Linked DNA regions of Bicyclus anynana: region 2 is linked to region 1. A link is a contact called in public Hi-C data. All regions are on one chromosome and are shown on one strand. Each heading gives the region's core, a stretch centred on a gene start, on an enhancer-like site or on the middle of the called end of the contact. The rest is flanking DNA. Distances are from core to core; before and after follow the strand shown.

Evidence for each region. Hi-C and Micro-C count contacts between places; a contact is called where the count stands out from the background.
Region 2: a Hi-C map of whole body shows a contact between it and region 1, with 2.4 times the contacts expected there. The contact joins the enhancer-like site here to the promoter of LOC112051275 in region 1. A contact is called at or near these places in 2 of 2 Hi-C or Micro-C datasets (whole body and whole larva).

What each region holds. Positions count from the first base shown.
Region 1 is chr17:2,303,731-2,310,069 of ilBicAnyn1.1, reverse strand. LOC112051275 (chondroitin sulfate synthase 1) reads right to left here and starts at 3,306. Exons shown (of 6, transcript XM_024089845.2): 1 at 2,204-3,306. The coding sequence starts at 2,968. All of the region lies in intron 2 of LOC112051269, which reads right to left.
Region 2 is chr17:2,339,998-2,346,336 of ilBicAnyn1.1, reverse strand. The region is part of intron 2 of LOC112051269; the gene reads right to left. It overlaps LOC112051275 (chondroitin sulfate synthase 1), which reads right to left. Exons shown (of 6, transcript XM_024089845.2): 3 at 5,500-5,680; 4 at 3,388-3,545; 5 at 2,191-2,392; 6 at 1-975. Among protein-coding and RNA genes, the nearest start is that of LOC112051270, 26 kb to the left of the region's middle. Within about 2 kb of position 2,271, at least 3 of the 8 cell types and tissues checked have open chromatin away from gene starts, as enhancers often do.

The sequences.
Region 1 (6,339 bases), core at 2,057-4,556:
AAACCGAGTTTTATAACAAATTTTGTTCTTCAAGCTAAGTCGTCCCTTCAACTTTGCCCCTTTTTGAATGGAGTTAAATAGGGCACGGAGTTAAAACTGCACATACCTATACAGAATGCCTTGCAATTTAAACTTGCTCCCTTTTACTGGGTCCATGGAGCAAAGCAAGAGTGAACAGGTCTCAGACGCAGGAAATAAATTCTTACTATATACGCAATTAGGAAATTATAGTGTAGTTAATTTTATAATCTGACTCAGATCCACGCTACGCATATTCGTGCAAATTCGGCACGTTTATCTTATCGGTTCCCTCATTTTGTGACGTAGAGGATAACCGATATACGGAGGTCAGACATGCAAATACCTATTTTACTAAAGAATTGCATATTAGTAATTTTTTAACCGCTTCGTTGATTTTTAGTATCGCCATGATGCTTTTCCTTATCGGAATTAGTTTTCAATTCAAAAATTGTTTATGATAATTTCAGGTTTGTAATCCCAACCTACTGAAAAAAAACGATGTCGACAGCAGAATGGTAGAACTCCAAAGAAATAAAGCTGGATCAATTCTGTGCATACTCTCACATTTCAACATCTTAAAGCCACCAGCCATATCTACTTCATTACACAATTTATGAATGAGGACAATCTCGTTTGCAACCAAGAAAATTGTCACAATCACAGTCACTGGTTTTCACAGGACGATGTCGGATGTCATTGTCTGAAGTATGATGGCAAATAAATAGAGCTGCATTACTTTCTGTGCAAACTACGAGATAGGTAGATACTGTCGACATCCTAGAGCCATCAGGCGTGTCTACTTCATTACAAGATCTATGAATGAGGACCATCTCATCGCAACACTCTCGTTCGCAACCAGCAACCGGTTTCTGACGCCGGCTTAGTTCTGCGAGAAGTTACTTATTCGAGCAAGATAATATTTTTGCGGAGACGTTGAACCTAAGCTAACGGTGTTCCCCTGAAATTCGGTCCAATTGATCGTCGTTTGGGCACGAACTGCGTTTCAGAGTTCAGAATGCGGATCTCAGTTTTTATTCATTTTGTGGGCCAATTGGTTGTTCTTTTTTTAACCGACTTCCAAAAAGGAGGAGGTTCTACGTTCGGCTGTATGTATGTTTTTTTTTTCTCAATGCTTATTTAAACTTACGGTAGATACCGATTCCTATTTGTAGCCTCAAAATTTACAATTTTAAATAAAAATTAGAGAAAAAGTGCAGAAAACGGTGAAAAAAAAAAAAAAAAAAAAATTCAAATGGTGGAACACATGACATTTTTTGTTAGGTATACTTAAAAATATTTTATTAATGCGGCCAAATATTTATAAAATACCACATAAAAATACCTGTTTCGTAAAATTTTAGCTTTTAACCTTGGATAAGTAGGTATAATAAGTTTCAATAAACTTAAATGAAAGTTAACTTAAAAAAGCTATCTACGAAGTCTTCTAACTAAATAACCATATTTAGGCTTAAATAACAATTAATAGTTAAAAACTCTCGCAAAACTTTCGCTCAAGTATGACAACAGCAATTTATATGTAGGTACGTACAAACGTACCTACATATAAATTGCTGTTGCATATATTCTAGATATGCAAAAACCTCATCGTTTGAGGCCAATGAAATCACTCCTAAATGATAAAATATAGGTAGCCAACAGCTAGCAGTAAAGTAGTTACCTACCTACAAACAAATATCAACTCTGATTCCAAGAAAGCTCTTCATTTCGTAGAAACTGGGGATTCATCAAAGCAAATGTAGTGGTTCGTCCTCGACAAAAGGCATCCGATCCCAAATTATCTTTACCTGTTCGATAGCCTATTTCACCTCCTTTCATTGGGCCGATAAACAAATATACAAACAAAGAACTTTGTAGAACTCGATGCATACTTTTAAATGCTATAGGTGGATAGATATAGTAAACAGCCTCGAGGCATTCGTAACTCAAATGCAAAATTAACGATAACCACATGTTATGAACCACCTGATGGACGTCTAAACGGTTTAATAATTGGATTGAAATTTAAAATCTCTCTGTAATCAACTGAGCTCGTGATTATAATAATTTTAAAATTTGCAATACAAAAACGCCACAAACAAAAGAACCCGCACAATAGCCTTTTAATGGCGTATCAGAAAATGAACTCTAAACGTTAAACGCAAAGTAATAAAACATAACTCACGTCGTAGCTCCAGGTGCACGAGACGCCGGCAAATTTGGCAACACATCGGCCGAGCTCGACGTCCTCGTGTGTGGTGTAGAGGTGCTTCAAGCAGTACTTGACGTGAGGGGCCACCCGCCGCATAGTCTCTCGAGATATCAGCACTCCGGGCCCGCCCATACAAAAGTTCTCATTGTAATCCAAAGCTAAAGCGTCTTTTTCATTGTTCGTTCCTCTTCCCGCTTGTCCGATGAATTGAGGTTTTCTACTGTCCACTGACCGCAAGAACTCCCCCAACTTGTCACCCCTAACGTAAACATCATCGTCTGCCCGCATGAACCACTCGAACCTCTCGCCGTAATGCTCGAACATGTACAGCAACATCAAAAAGGACTTCTTCTGAGGAGGATAACTGTCATCGACGCTTCGCAGCGGTATCAAAGGTAATCCTGGCGCTCGCGACACCTCCGAACTGAAGAACGCAATTCTACCCGGCAAGTCCTGCGCCCACGTTTCGTAAACTGCTCTCGCTCTGCTGGTCAAATACTGCTCTGCCGTCATGACGCCGACAAACACTAAAGTTCTATTAGAGTTGAACAAAGTTTCATCGGCCTTTAAATCTACTATCGATAAAGGATCAGGCGCGACGTACAATTTAGCATTATTCGGACAGGCTTCTATTGAAGTCCTCGAGGAAGGTCTCAAGCATAATTTTAGAAATACACCCAAAGTGACGCCAGCGACTACGCCGGCCACGAGATGCATCCATTTACTCCTTCGCGGCATCTTAAAAGGACTACATCAACGAACACATCCACTGTTACGACCGCACGTGCATTCCAGGGATATGCGATTCACCCCTTTCACGCGGGGACATCAGTGGGCGGTCAGCATTCTGTCAGATCACATTGCCGGCAAATTATCACGTCACGCAAAATCGATCACAAGTATCGCGGTGTCACGATCTAAATATCGAATTTGCAGATGCTATCGGCGGCGCGGACGGAGCGAGCGCGGCGAGGCGCGACGCGTGTCGAAATGCGAGACGTTCATTACGACGTCGACGACACCGAGAACCCGTTTGACTCGTGCGCCGCTCGCCGTACTACTGCAGTATGCAAGTGGGCCGTCTGAAAACAAAACTCGACCAGTCCGGCTGTCCGAGCCCGCGGCCGGAGCTCCGCGTCTCGCTTGCACCCGAGGCCCGTTCTATACCCTTCCTTGTCGAGGCTTATATAGTATGCTATATTCGAATGAACTTGTCCCATTCATCGGTGGGCAATGACAAGATATGATAGACAATGTGGTGTTATGCGAGCATTGTCTGGCAGCCGGGTGGCGGAAACGTGCGCGGAACTACGCGGCGCCGTCAAAGGCATCTCGTGAACACCGGCGGTGCGAAGCGCTGAGCATATGTTGGCGTGAGCGGAGAGCTATTTACATTCATAAGAGCAAATTACTTGCATCCGACGTCTTTCACGAATCTAGTACTAGCTAATTAGGAATGCCATACGATGTTTTCTTTGTAAAGAAAATGCTACGACCTTTACAGTGAGGCTGTGAAACTTTAATAACAGTTTTAGAAATGGGTCTTATCTTAATCGACTTTTGTCTGGCTACATAAGTCAGTCAGTTTTAGAAAGTAGTAGCATTCGTGCAGTCCTTCTGAAGAAATTAAGTGAGCATTTGAGCACCAAGAGTTATTTCTTCTTCAATACTAACATTAACCAAATAACTTTAAATAACGGTATCTACACTTTTTCCCCAAGGGCCCTAAAAATTTAAAATTATCTCTGAGAATGCTCTTCAATTCAAAATTACTATTTAAAAAGTTCTTGGAAGATAGGGTTCGTTAAAAGTTCGTAAACTTCGCCTCGTTGCAGTTTTATCTGTTTTATGAAAGTGAAAAAAAAATCAAAGAAGAGCAGTCTCGGCCGCACATGTGGGGAGACGTCGGCAAACTCATTTGCTTGACAGATGGGATCCTGAGAACACATAAGAGTTATACCACACGAGCACATATACCACCCTTGTTATATTACTAACTAGCGGACGCCCGCGACTTCGTCCGCGTGAAAGTCGATGTAAACTTTCATCTACCCCTACCCTACCTTACCCTACCCTACCCTACCCCTACCCGATTCATTAAGGCTGCACACGCGACGGAACCTAAAATTATGGAGTAACTTCTCCCGTTTTCCTAACATTTCCCTTCACTGCTCTGTTCCTATTGATGGTAGCATGATGAAAAGTATACTATAACCTGCCCAGAAGTATGAAGAACAATTGTACCAAGTTTCGTTAAAATCCGTCGAGTAGTTTTTGTTTCTATTACGAACATACAATTTTACTGATTGCATTTTTAGCATCAGTATTGATCACTAATCACCCCCCGATAGTTATTTTGGAAAAATATTTCATGTACAGAATTGACCTCTCTACAGATTTATTATAAGTATAGATATTATAAAGAGGAAAGACTTTTTCGTTTGTTTATTTGTAAATAGGCTCCGAAATTGCTGAAACGCTTATAACCATTTTTTCATCAGCTACATTATCAAATCGTCCTAATTATCAGCCTATTTTAACGGCCCACAGATCCAGGCCTCCCTCCTTTTAGAAAAGGGGATATGGAGTTAAGACCCACCACGCTGTTGCTGAGTTGGCAGGCTTAGATTGATAACGTTATAGTACACTAGCTGACGCCGCGCGGTTTCGCCCGCGTGATTCCCGTTCCCGTAGGAATACTGGGATAATATATAGCCTATAGCCTTCCTCGATAAATGGGCTATCTAACACTGAAAGAATTTTTCAAATCGGAGCAGTAGTTCCTGAGATTAGCGCGTTCAATCAATCAAACAAACAAACAAACAAACAAACTCTTCAACTTTATAATATTAGTATAGATTATGATATAAGTGCGGTAAGTTGAAAATTACACCCGAGGCGATATATTACCATAGCTACGGTGCCACAGACTGACAGATAGACACGTCAAACTTACAACACCCCTCTTTTTGCATCGGTGATTAATAAAGTAAACCAATAAGCTGCACAACCTAATGTGATAGTACCCTTAGGGCGAATGGAGGTCACATGCGGAGTTGTCCTTCACCCAAGGGTTGAATTCATTAGAGACAGCATTTTTGTAACATTAGACGCGGCGGGTCCAGCGTCACTAATACGACTGGTTATTTTTGTTTCTCGATTCCGTGCTAGGAAACATTTTATTTACCCATCATCATCATATCAGCCGATGGACGTTCACTGCTAGACATAGGCCTTTTGTAGGGACTTCCAAACATCACGATCCTGAGCTGCCTGCATCCAGTGAATCCCTGCGACTCGTTTAATGTCGTTAGTCCACCTGGTGGGAGGTCGACTAACACTGCGCTTTCTAGTGCAGGTTCGCCATTCCAGCACCTTGGGACCCCAATGTCCATAGGCTCTTCGAACTATGTGCTCCGCTTATTGCCACTTCAGCTTGGCGACTCGTTGAGCTATGTCGGTGACTTTGGTTCTTCTACGGATCTCCTCATTTCTGATTCGTTCACGAAGAGATACTCCGAGCATAGCTCGTTCCATCACCCGCTGTGTGACTCAGAGTTTTCTTATGAGGCAAATTATTGACCCCAAAAGCAACTCCAAGACTCGAACTCAGGTCCCTTCGGAGAATTTTACCACAAAATCAATCCGACTTTTCAGTTTTCCTTGAAAACATCGATGTTGTTACCCTTATCAGAAGATATTATATTGTACCTATAATAGTTTACAATTTACTCGTAAAGAATTACAGATATTACAGAAGAAATATATTTTCCTTAAAATCAACAATGTAGTTTATCATTATCAGTACAAACTATTAATTATATTAAACAATAGTTTACCTGTAAAGAGTACCCAATTTTACTTGTAAAAAATTATAAAATATAGATATTAGTTGTTGAATAGATAAGTAGGTAACTCGTAAGTCTCGGTGATTTAGTGTGGCGGGTCACAAAGTTGTGGGTTCGAGTCCTAGGTTGGGCTATAAATATCGAGCTTTTCTGTGTAGGTACAGGAAAAGGGAAAGCACATCCCAGCCTTGGCCTACCCAAACTGCCCCTCTTATATGTAAAAGATGTTGATAATTCTACCTACATTAATAACGAAAGCAA
Region 2 (6,339 bases), core at 1,022-3,521, 37 kb before region 1:
CGGCTATCCTGTACACAGTCAAGTTTGACTTTATCAACGTCTCAAATAGCTGCACGTCCTCTAAACCCCAACCTTTTATATTTAAATCGAAACCACCGACCCTTTCAAAGTCACATTTAAAAATACTAAGTATACCGAAACCATATTGTCTAAAGTAACCAAAATCATTGTCTACGTCACCACTGTATTTCAAATTCGCTAACTCTATGTCACTTTTAGAACCGTCATTATCTTCTGAATTGTCTGGTGCGATAATTTCAGTGTTTTCCTCCTTAAATTTATTATAATCGTCACCGTACACCACTTCAGGATTATATTGACTGAACACAATAGGAAAATACACTTGATTATATTTAATTGTGTTAATTCTTATTCTTCTAAGTGATATGTGATTGAACATCATGTCAACATCTATGAAGGACACTAAATCATCAGTTGAACACTCTTTGAGGCCCTCTGTGAGCGCTGCGCCTCTTGAAAACGTGGCTGCACCCATCGCAACAATTTTAATATCCTTTCTATAAACACTCTTAAAATGATTGACTAATGTTTCGGAGTTTTCATAATCTAAGGGAGTTTCTGCATCCAAAAACAGAACGATAGTTAGAGAAACAGCTTCATCGCTTTTTAGGACGATATCTTCGTAGTTTTTCATAAATCGATTGAATATTTCGAATCTACCAAGTAGAGGGAGAATGAAGTGTATCTGCCGGTCGTACACCGCATATTCATAATTTTCGTTACTCCACTGAAGCATTTTTGGCAAGTTGTTATGTATCTTCAACAAGCTATTTTCGAAAGCTTGTCTCATATTTAAATTGCCAATGTCGAGGAAGCTGTTCTGATTATTGTTTGGATCATCAAAATCGTCGTAGTCATTTTGATAATTCTTAACGTTGATATCGAGTTGCTCCAATATTTCTGCATCCTCGATTGGTGCTGGCTCTCCCATAGGTAGCTCACGTATTTCGGTTCCTGAAAATTGGAAAAGTGATAAAATTAAGTTTTTTTAATATAGGTATTCTGTTTATATCCAGGACTGGGATTTGGAAAAATAAGACAAATGTAGAAGGCCAATACGCTTTCATATTATTATTTTAAGAATTTTTTTACGATTAACCAACCAAAAACAACGGAAAAAACAAAATGATACTTTACTAAAATTAACTGTTTATACCTAAATATAGAATCAAACTTATTTTAAATACATGGAACACATCTTGTGTTTATGACTTTGTAAAACCTTGAGTTGTCAAAATGGCTTTTAAAATATATAATATTTTTAATGTGGTGGAACAAATTATGGTGAATCAACCACATAAAGATAACAACACGTTATACAAGTTTTTAGGAACAAGTAGAATTACTACAGAAAAACCTGACCTACAAAAAACAAAAGTACTATTATTATATAATTCGCAAGAACCCGACACCGGTCTTTTGACCATAAATAATTTTAAGTGGATTTTTTTGTGTTTTTGATGACTTTTTGTTGTGTATCTTCTGCGTTGGTCTAGCCTAGCGTAATTGGCTCACAACTGTATGGCTATAAATTTTAGGGTTCTAGAATCTAGGTTGAATACGGTGTTTGCTAAAAAATATAATGAACATCTTTGTAAGAAAACATTTTCGGTCGCAGCAGTGATATGTTAGAAGTCACAATGGGCTAGTTCAGACTTTTTTAAAATGGTCTTAAATCGTTTATTATCGTTCTAGGTTGAAAAAAATTATCAATTTTTTTGAGACGAGACGAAATTTGTTCTGACTTCCGGTACCATCACTTTCGTACAGTACTAGGTTTTTCGTCATTTGTACCTGAACAATTCCATTCACTCGGGTACTCACTTGTACCGCTCAGAAGTGATAGTGCTCAGAGGTATTTTCTGATGTAGTAGACTTCTAAGCTAAGCTCTATTCACGCTTTCTAAGCTTTATTCACGTTGGTTCATTTCACAGGTAATTTTTGTTCAAGGGCTTGTAGTCTATTAAGTATTTGTATAAAAAACACCCATGCTCATCACACAAATATTTTCCAGTTGTGGGAATCGAACCCACGAATGCATGCAGAAAGCAGGGTACTACCGCTGCGTCATGCGGCCGTCATGAAGTTGTAATTCAAAAAGTTCTCAGGTTCTTAGCCTGACGAAGTAATTGTAATTTCAAAATTTCTGATTGAGGTTCTTATCCGACCTGTGAAGCACTGCTGCAGGTAGGCGTGCCTCCTCACGGCCGCCGTCATCTTGCGGCCGCGGTAGCGCCGGTACTTCAGCAGCAGGTCCAGCACGTGGTCGACGCCGTGCACGGGCTGCAGGCGCGTGTAGCCGTACAGCAGCTCGTTGAAGTCGATCACGCGCCCGCGCTGCCGAGACGGGGCGTTGATTATCTCCATCACCTGCGAAATATATTTTGTTTGAAAGATATTCATAATTTTCATTGCTTCATTGGAGCATCTTCTTCTCTCTTGTATCTTCAACCTCGTCAACAAGCTAGCTAGCAGCATTCGAGAAACTCCGAGATAAATTTGCATTCAAAACTCCTGCAGACGAAACGTCTTCTAACAACTTGTCTTGCCAGGAATGTATTGTGTGATGTGAGGTGAGCTATCTCTGTGTGATCGGATCATAAATAAGGAAAGGAACCAAAAATACTGATATAGCTCAACGATTCACGAAGTGGCAGTAAAAGAAGACCGTAGTTCGAAGAGCTGACAGACTTTAGGATCTCAAGATTCCGTAATGGAAATGACCCCACGGAAAGCGCAGTATTGGTCGACCCTGAACAAGGTGACGAAAGCAACTGGGTTGCAAGGAGCCACTGGATACTGGAGGCACGAGATCGTGGTGTTTGGAAGTTCACACAAGAGATGTTTGTCCAGCGTGAACATCTATCGGCTGATAATGATAATGATGACTGTAATAAGCCATAAACAAAGGCTGAAGCTACTGAAAAAAAGTGCTTAATGACTAAACTGTACTTAATAACTATAGGCCTCATTAGAAGGCTCAAAGTTACGCAGTAGGCCATGAAGCGAGTTATACATGGAGTTTCTCCGTGTGATCGAATTATAAATGAGGAGATCCGCAAAAGAACCAAAGTCAGTGACATAGCTCAGTGACTCATAAAGCTGAAGTGGCAATGAGCAGGCCATATAGTTCGAAGAGCTGATGGAATGGCGACCTTGGATAGCGCACTGTCCGTCGGCCGCACACTAGATGGGCTGAGGACATTAAGCGGGTTGCAGGAAGCCCTGAATAGTGGCGGCTCGAGATATTTATATTTGGAAGTCCATGCAAGAAGCATGTCTAGCAGTGGACGCCCATCGACTGATAATGATGCTGATGATGATGATGACTAAAGTGGTTATGATAGTACTTAATAATTACTAACTTCACGTATGACGTCATCCAGTGCCTCTTTCAGAGGAGTTTCGAGTCTTCGCTTAGGGTTGGAGTGGCTGACGGAATGGATGGACTTGGTGATGAAGTCGAACGGCACGATATCCTCCACTCTGTCAGCCTTGTAGCGGTTGAAGTCTATCGGGGCACCTGGAGTTATACAATAATTATTAATTTTTTCTCTTTGCATTAAAATATTTAAGTGGTGGCTTTGTAACGTTTGTGGGTCCCAATCATCAATAGAGATGATGACAAGGTTTCAATATATAGAAATTTTAAGAGACACGAATGTCTCTTAAATCTCTATTACCCGAAGGTAATAAGGTCAATACTAAGTAATTAATACCTTGATATATCCCAACTAATATTATAAATGCGAAAGTAACTCTGTCTGTCTGTCTGTTACCTTTTCACGGCTGAACTGATCAAGATGAATTTTGGTATTATACTACCTTGGTACCTTGGAGCAAAACATAGGGTACTTTTTGACCCTGAAATAAAAATAGGAGGGGGTGAAATACGGTTTGAAAGTTTGTATAGAAAGTTTTAAAAATTTAATCATAAATCAATAAAAAAATACGAAATATAATGTGATTTAAGAATTTTTAAAATTAAAATGTGAATTAGAGGTTGAAAGTTTCCACGCGGACGAAGTCATGGGCGTCCGCTAGTATAAAATAAATCTATATATACTAATATTATAAAGAGGTAAAGTTTGTAAGTTTGTAAGTTTGTCACATTTTTTAAATGGGGTAATCTTCGGAACTACTGGTCTGATTTTAAAAATTCTTTTACCAGTAGAATGCTACATTATCGGGGAGTGCTATAGGCTATATTTTATATTGGTATCATATATATTAGCCGAGTTATCACAGTTTTTGTCATACAGGTCGGACTGAAAATCCTCTTAAACAGACTTATTCGCATGCGCTGCCTTAACTATTGTGTAAAATTGAAATTAATGTATGGAGACTTTATGTATCTTTAAAAGTTCTACAAAAAAGTCCGCGACACCATATATCTATCATCTATATATTACCAGATATAGTACCTTTTGTGTTTTAAAAATTATTAATTTTATATACTTAGGTTTACGTCATTATTTATACAACTAAACTTTAATCCTTATTAAAATAAATTGTTTAATAATCACAAGGATATTATGGAGATTAGATTTGCCCTTTACAGTATGTTAATTAGTTACATAGTTTCAGAGATAATACAAAATTTCTAAAAGACGCAGTAATTCCGCTATATGACGCTCGGCGCTTTCATTTACGTAGTTCCCGTTCCCGTGTGAATATGGGGATCAAACATAGCCTATGACACTCGCAAATAACGTAGCTTTCTATTGGTAAAACAATTTTCCAAATCGGTCCAGTAGATCCAGAGATTACCTCCTACAACCACACGAACTTTACCTCTTTATATTATTATCATAGAAGTCTCTATTTCTCTTGGTCATACCACCACTCTCAAAGGACTGGACCGATTTTGCTAAGGGTAGGAGTAAGATAGAGAAGTTACAGGGTAAGGTAGGGTACGGGTAGGGAAGCGTAGGGGTAGTGTAGGGGTAGGGTAGGTTTAGGGCCGGGCTTAGGGTAGTGGTAGGGTAGGGGTAGAGGTAGGGTAGTGGTAGGGTAGAGGTACGGGTAGGATAGGGAAGTGGTAAGGTAGGGGTAGGATAGGGATAGGGTACGGGGAGGGTAGGGGTAGGATGGGGGTAGGGTGTAGGTAAGGTAGGGGTAGGGTAGGGGGAAATTTGGGGTAGGGTAGGGGTAGGGTGGTGGTAGGGGTAGGGTAGGGTAGGGGTAGTAGTAAAGTTGACATCGAAATTTACGCGGACGAAGTCGCGGGCGTCCGCTAGTAACATTATAAAATTTCAAAATCAATTAAAAATGTCGTTGAGCTGGAATCGAACTCTGGTTTAATAAGTTTTGCCCCTTAGTTTCACACCACTTGTCCAGTTGAGTCGATATGATATCGTCGAAATTTGTTAACTTTATACACGGCTTGGGTGTTAGGTTCAATTTCGTTACGGAATTTCTTGAGTCGCCGCGCTCAAAGCCCGCGATAAAAGCTATGTAATAGCCTAAAATGTTACCTAATATCCTATTATCTCCTAAGTAGCCCGGCTCGCCCATCTTGGCCGTGAACAGCGGAACTCCACCAGGTAACACAAAGCTGGTCACTTGACCCCCTTTCACCCCCAGCTCGCGCGCAGAAGACTGGATGTCCCGGTGCAGGTCCAGGCTCTGCTCTCGGAGCTCCTGAATGCGAAGGTTCTGAAAAATTATAGAGAAATAATCAAATTAAATTATGACTCATCGATTACTGATATAGCGACCAATGTACAACGATGAATTCACCCGATATTTCCCATTCCCGCGAGAATATGGGGATAAAATAAAACCTATATTACTGGTTGATAATGTGGCTTTCTATTGGTGAAAGAATTTTTTAAATCGGTCCAGAAGTTTTTGAGTTTATTCTTTATATACAAAAATGCATTCTGTCCTCTTTCTAATTAGTTTCTTTTTAATTACTTTGCTTATCGGTATTACAAGAAGGTAACAGTAACAAACTGGTTAATACTAAAATCCTCAAATAAAAGAACGTAACGTATTCGAGTACGTAAATTCGATAACATTTTCCGATTTTTAACATTTAAGAGGTTAGAATCATTTTTCGTAAGTAACTTTTAATAAATAAACTATCTTACTTTATCCGTCGGTACTTTCACTGATAGGTATTATATAGAGAGAAAGATTTCATATTACAAGAATCATATAGAATTCAACTCGAATACTTTCATAGATTGTAGATATGAAACCATATTTATAAGTAAAACAAACAAGATTTAAGTTTTGTACAAACTAAAGGTTCAACAATTCAATTATTCGTATCGTCCAAGGTAAACCGGTACATTCAGACTTCAGTAGGT